Regions from separate parts of the Zea mays genome. Here region 2 is linked to region 1. Evidence: chromatin contacts called from public Hi-C data. All regions are on one chromosome and are shown on one strand. Each heading gives the region's core, a stretch centred on a gene start, on an enhancer-like site or on the middle of the called end of the contact. The rest is flanking DNA. Distances are from core to core; before and after follow the strand shown. Region 1 holds the start of LOC103626746 (glycerophosphodiester phosphodiesterase GDPDL7). Region 2 holds the start of LOC542663 (cinnamyl alcohol dehydrogenase).

Region 1 (3,306 bases), core at 172-2,671:
TCTTTATTAATTAAATAAATTTGTTTAATTTATATTGAGTAAAATGCATCAGCGATATTTGAACTTGGCAGTTTCATGGCATAGAAAACCAACTAGCAATCTCATGTTTCTATGAATCATTGCAGTTTTTACCTTAGTAAGATAGATCTTGTTCTAGAGGTTGGTACATGCCCTAGAAATTGCTGGCACGGCTAGAGATGGCCAAATGGGTCGTGTATGACGGGCTAGCTCGAAGCACGACCTTTTTAATAATGCCGGACCGGGTTTGGCATGATAGCCGAGCCATGCTTGGGCCGCTGCCTAGGCCAGTAGTGTTGGTCCGGCCCGACACGATTATATTTTTTTTATTTTACAAAACATAGTGTATATATATATATATTCGTTATTTACAACAAAGACACTAGAGTTCTACTGGTTAGCCTTCTTCATGTAGTATTTTTCTGTCCGCGCTATTTTTTGATATTTTCCTGGTTTAATTATACATCGTAGACAGGATAACGGGTCGACCCGGCACGCCTACCAGACCCGCGTGCCGTGCCTGGGCCATGGCATGTGGGCCGGTCGGGCATAGCTCGATTAGCCATCGGGCCTAACGGGCCCGTGTCGTGTCGGGCCGGGCCGGGCCACTGATTTGGGCAACTATATGCACGGCTCTGCCGTAGACCCTAGTCTATTGTATTCTCGGGTCTCCAGAATTAAGAAAAAAAAGGAAATAAGTGCAGCTATGAGCTATGTGCTTTAGTTTATTTATTAGTATTAACACACCCAAAAGAGGCAGCACGCAGAGCGGAGCGTGGCCCTGGCCCCGGCCCCGCGACGGCGACGAGAAGGGGTCGGCGGCACAGGAGGAGCTCCAAACAGCGCGACACAGAGTCAGCATTTTGAAGTATAGTTTTTTTTTGGAGTATAAGCAGGATCACTGAGGGATTACCAAAGCAAAGCATGTCGCGTTGTTTCCATCTTGAAAACGGCGTGGCCTCGTCCTCCAGAGGATCGCGCTGTTGGAGCTCCTCCTCTTCCTCCGGCGTGGCCCGTGTTTTTATTTCTCTCTTGCGAAAGAGGTACACGCAGCGCCAGCGCCACGCGTCGAAATGCAAAGCCAGCATCTGCTCCGTGAAACACGGCGTGGAGGCAGGAAACGGGTTGATAATTAATACAAGAGTTATTCAGAGATGCTGTTACATGAACATGCCATCGGTTACAACAGTAAAAGCAATGGCTAGTGTTTCAAGCGTGAAAAACGGCCACATGGATGATATACATCACGGCTCCCGGTTTCTCCTTGGCGGCGGAAAAAGGAACCTAATGTAAAGAGTTATTTTTGTGAGTTGGAGCTCTAAATTAAGCCTGATGAATTGTGGCCATCGTTCAGGAGCCATCTAATTTTAGCAGGTTTTTTCTTCGCCTGGAAACCTCCGTCCTCCCTTGCCTCCTCTCCACAATCTTCTGATATAGAGTTGCATGCGGGCCTTAGCCTCGGTGGGGCCGGAGAACAGCTTCTCACAATTTTCTTCCTGGAGTTTCATGTGAGGTATGTTTGTCTCCTGAAAATCTCCGCGTTTCAACTTTTGCTTGGATTTGTCTGAAATTCCTTAACCAATTAATCATGTTCGTTCAACGTTAGTAGTAGGCTTAGGCTTCTTTCCGATCTTTTTTTTAAAAAAGATTCTTTTCCTCTGCCTACGTTTTTGTTTTGTCTGAATTCCTGAAGTACCTGATGGCTCTCTTTCCCCTCAAACGAGGAGGTAGCAAATTACTACTTGTTACTGCACTTTCCAGGAGCTCACAAAGCTGTCTGCGATGCAGGGTGCTCCTCCTGACCAGATGGGAGCAAGCTATCCTCACATGTTTTTGATCCTCTTGCTGCTTCGTGGAGCCAATGCTGCTTTGAAATCTCCAGCAGGGCCGAAATGGCAGACTCTGAGCGGTATCACATATACATATGTTTTTTATACATTTCTTGTTGTTTTTTTCTTCAATCAATCAGCATTTGCCTCAAACATTTTTTGTTGTTACAATTGCAGCTGCTAATGCTGTTGCTATCACCCTACAGGCGGTCCCCCTCTAGTCATAGCTCGAGGAGGATTCTCTGGCGTGTTTCCTGACTCGAGCCAGTTTGCCTACCAGTTTGCCTTGACTGCCAGCTTGCCTGACGTCGTTCTGTTATGTGATCTACAATTCTCAAGCGACCATATAGGCTTCTGCAAAACAGGGTTGACCCTGGATAACTCGACGACTGTCTCCGAGAGGTTCCCCAAGATGGAGAGAACATACAAACTGCTCGGAGAGGACGTCCATGGCTGGTTCTCTCTAGATTTTACCGCGGAGCAGCTGGTTCAGAACATCACATGTGAGCAGTCCGATTAATTAAGATGGAACCTACCATTTTGAAGCACTAGTTTCCTGTCAGAACTTGCACTGGCTTGATGACATGCTTTGCTTTGCTTTGCTTTGGTTGGTAATCCCCTCAGTGATCCAAAACATCTTCTCGCGCCCAAGCACATTTGATGACTCCTTGGGGATGTACACGCTTGATGATGTTGTTGAACTCCACCCCCCTCAAATATGGCTTAATGTACAGGTAAATGTGATTCCAGTCAGTTCACGAGCCTTCCCTCTTCTTCTTCTTTTGCCCCAACGTGTTCACTTTTGCAGTACAATTCGTTCTTTTTGGAGCACAAATTAAGTAGCGAAGATTATATATTAGAACTGCCAAAAGATAGCCTCTCTTACATCTCCTCCCCGGAGGTTGAATTCCTGAAAAGCTTGGCTGGGAAGCTCAAGAAAGCCAAGACAAAGCTCATCTTCCGGTTCCTCAATGAAAACGTCGAGGAGCCTTCGACCAAGAAGACATATGGGGAACTCCTGAAAGATCTGAAATCCATCAAGGCATTCGCGGCTGGGATTCTTGTGCCCAAGACATACATCTGGCCGCTGAAAAAGGATCAGTACCTGGCGCCATCCACCAGTCTGGTCAAAGATGCTCATGCCCTCGGGCTGGAGGTGTATGCATCCGGATTTGCCAATGATATCGTCTTGAGCTACAACTACAGCTACGATCCCAGTGAAGAGTACTTGCAGTTCATGGACAATCCAGACTTCTCTGTGGACGGTGTGCTCACGGACTTCCCGTCCACCGCATCAGGAGCTGTTGGTAAGGACTGCTCAATGTTGGAATTGGAAGGAGCTAAAACCCGAATGTTTTTTTTTTCTAAAACATGTGGATGATTTTTTTTCCAGCTTGCTTGGCTCATTCCAAGGGCAATCCTCTACCGCCTCCTGGAAGTAAGCTCAACTATGAATTGT
Region 2 (3,485 bases), core at 9-2,508, 550 kb before region 1:
TGAAGCTCCTCAGATAGCCCAATGATATGTATGTAAGTGTATTTTTTTTAAAAAAAGCGGGCAAATGAAACTAAATCATCCTATCCCCTTTAATATACTGAGATGCCAATTAGTTGGTTGCCAGCCGGAGTATGGTGGATGGGATCCTCCTATTGGTTAAATTATGAATGAATTGTTTGGTTGCCCGGTCCAATCTTTCTTATGTCTGTTTCGTTTAGATCGTGTACACCACTTCTTATTGTTTAAATGGCCAATTTAATCGGGGCCTAAACGACATATGTGCCTCAATTTACCATACCAATGATGCCGCTTACGTGAATAGTTGAATACCGATACTACTACTACCGCACGCGTCATGGTTTAACCTTTTAACAGTTGGATTGAAACATCAGCGACCACTCGGCACTTGGGTGACAATTTGTCACACACCTCGTAGTCGAGTGGAAATGCACTTACCCAATTTCTCAACCCATAAGACTATTTCCAGCATCTCGATTAATCCCCATATTTAAAATCAACTTTCATAGTTTATATTGTGAAGTGTTTTATGTGACGACATTAGTGGATTTATGGACACGGTCTAAGGACCCGTGACTTGTATTTTTCTTCATTGACCTAGCTAGCTAGCTAGCTAGCATCGTGAAGCCACGCCCATGCGTTTGGTATCGTCCGAGTTGTGTACAATTTCCAGCCAGTGGAATCACAGTTATTGGATCATTTTGGTACGTATAACGTATTCTTTTTGTATTTCCTGTCTAAAGACATTAATTTCAGAGAAGCCGGGTCTATTTTAGAAGGGCTTGGCTTCTTCCCGTTTGGTAGACCTCCTCGAAAGACGAAAGTCTTACTTCCTCTGGTTTCCTATTAGTTATCGTTTTGAATAAAGTTCGAGTCAAACTTATAAAATTTTGACTACAAATAACTATTTTGTTATTTAGTTTTGGAACCTAATATTTATATGCACCAATTTGTTATAAAACGTACTTTTATAAAAGTATAAATGTATTAAGAGTTCATTTGTATTTTAACAAAAAATATTGGTCAAAGTTATATTTTGGAGACCGTGTCGTTGTCCTAAACGACAACTAATAGGAAACCGGAGGGAGTACTGATTTTCTCCTGCAGCGGGCACAGAAGATCATGCTGGAAAGGTAGTAGGTACAGGTAGCCTGGAGCGGAGGAGTTGCCACTTTGCACAGTGCCGATCGAGCTCGCAGCCACTATATAGCACGCACCCTGCTCAAGCATCTTTTCCTTACCCAGAAAGATCGCACTACCCGGCGCTCGCGCGGCTTTCTTTCCCAACTCCGACGAAGGCTAGCTACACCACCTGGTGCGGGCTCGTCTCCATCGCCCGCCACCCGCTCCGTCGTCGTCGTCCCCGCCGCGCCGATCCCGAATCGAATGGGGAGCCTGGCGTCCGAGAGGAAGGTGGTCGGGTGGGCCGCCAGGGACGCCACCGGACACCTCTCCCCCTACTCCTACACCCTCAGGTACTACGCCGCGCCGGCGCCCTCGTGTTTGTCCTCTCCTCCAGTCCCTCCCGTCTGTATATGTCCGACTGTCTCCGCCCTTTTGCAAACACGCAAATGGATGGATCCAGGAGGACGAGAGACGGTTAGTTTCTGCACGCGCCTCCTCCAGTAGTTCTCCGAGTTCTCGGGAAGAACAGAAAATTTGATTGATGTTTTTTTTGATGAAAAATAAAAAGGGACTTGGGGCATATTTTCGATCAACTTGCAACGGAAGATGACTAGGAGTACGTACGTAGCGTAGCGGCGGCGGGTTTTAATTTGGGGGAGCACTCTGTTAGTCTGTTGCATATATGGGAGTACCTGATTCGTTGCAGTTATTATTATCTATACGCGTACGATATGTTTTAGGGGGTGTTTGGTTGCTCCTGCTAAAGTTTAGTCCGGGTCACATCAAGCGTTTTACTTTTAAATAGGAGTATGAAATATAGACCCAACCAACTAGACTAGATTCGTCTCGTCTTTTAATCTTCGGCTGACAAATTAGTTTTATAATCCGACTACATTTAATACCCGGAACAGAGGTTCAAACATTCGATGGGACAGAGACTAAATTTTAGCAGGGTGTAACCAAACACCCCCTTAGTCCACAACAAGAGCATTATGCGCTGTGTTGCATCATGCATATATGATACGTCTTCAACTTCTTGCGGTCCAACTCTAGATAGTGCACATGCATATGCCAAATACGGATACTGGACAAGATAGCACACAAGCAGAGCAGGTTGGGCGAGCGTACACTGCACGTATGCTTCTCTTCTACATGGCATTTTGTTTCGAACATTAATATATGGGTACTGCTCCTGCACAGCACTGCACGTGCTTGACGTCTCGTACAGACCCAGCAGCGTGTGAACTTGTAGGTAAGATACGTAACTACTGATATCTGCAGCTACCTACCGCCTGTCGCGATCACCATCCATTTGTACTCGCAGTAATAATACCGATTACCCTTTTATTATTATTTCTCATGCCATCGACGACTACTAGCACTATCCAACGTACAACTGTGGCGCGATTCATATATGCATAATTCTACATGGTGCTAGTCTTCGGCAAGAAAAAAAAACTAACACTTGTCTCTTTTTCATATGGGATGTGTTGTGGTGGTGACAACAGGAACACAGGCCCTGAAGATGTGGTGGTGAAGGTGCTCTACTGCGGGATCTGCCACACGGACATCCACCAGGCCAAGAACCACCTCGGGGCTTCAAAGTATCCTATGGTCCCTGGGTGAGCACAAACGGTTAACACACACACGCACCCAGCGATTTTTCAGGACCCTTGGGGATCCAGTATATATATATATGCTCCGTGTACGGTCCAGAATATACGTACTGAATTTCCAAGTGTCCTATTATTCAATTTGTCTCAAAACTATAAAGGATATATATAGTGACATGCAGTTTCAGCGTTTTCATGAGAAAATTACACATGCAGACAAATTCAGGTATAATTATTTGATTCATGACGACCAGCATATAGATTGGTAGATAGAGTGCACATTTGTCAACCACAAACGTTAGCATCCCAGTCCGGAGCTATCCCCTGGGTTACAGGTGGCAAATACACACCAACCACAATAATAAGCTAATACTCTTACGTCTGTAGTTGGTTGCCAATTACTGATCAGATTACTTGAATCACAAGAGCTTGTTGTGTCTAATTTGTACAGGCTATTTATATCATGATAGCTAAAGAGCTGCTGAAATGAGTAGCAAGGAAACCTCACCGGCCGTCCTATACTTTTCTCTGACATGACGACAGGACAACCACTCCACCACCGTGAACTGATACAATAACAATAAAGTCCTTTAGTCCCAGTAAATTAGAATAGGCTAGAAACTAAAATCCAACAGAGAGACGAAATCATGGCTTTGGTTTGATAATAACTGATACTTTTGCAGGCACGAGGTGGTCGGCGAGGTGGTGGAGGTCGGGCCCGAGGTGGCC

Evidence for each region. Hi-C and Micro-C count contacts between places; a contact is called where the count stands out from the background.
Region 2: a contact with region 1 is called in a Hi-C map of tassel, with 3 times the contacts expected there. The contact joins the promoter of LOC542663 here to the promoter of LOC103626746 in region 1. A contact is called at or near these places in 3 of 25 Hi-C or Micro-C datasets (ear, leaf and tassel).

The regions. Positions count from the first base shown.
Region 1 is chr5:100,664,552-100,667,857 of Zm-B73-REFERENCE-NAM-5.0, reverse strand. It overlaps LOC103626746 (glycerophosphodiester phosphodiesterase GDPDL7), which reads left to right and starts at 1,421. Exons shown (of 10, transcript XM_008647124.2): 1 at 1,421-1,531; 2 at 1,807-1,927; 3 at 2,054-2,350; 4 at 2,472-2,581; 5 at 2,656-3,154; 6 at 3,241-3,285. The coding sequence starts at 1,825.
Region 2 is chr5:101,209,461-101,212,945 of Zm-B73-REFERENCE-NAM-5.0, reverse strand. It overlaps LOC542663 (cinnamyl alcohol dehydrogenase), which reads left to right and starts at 1,258. Exons shown (of 4, transcript NM_001112184.2): 1 at 1,258-1,493; 2 at 2,652-2,765; 3 at 3,440-3,485. The coding sequence starts at 1,405.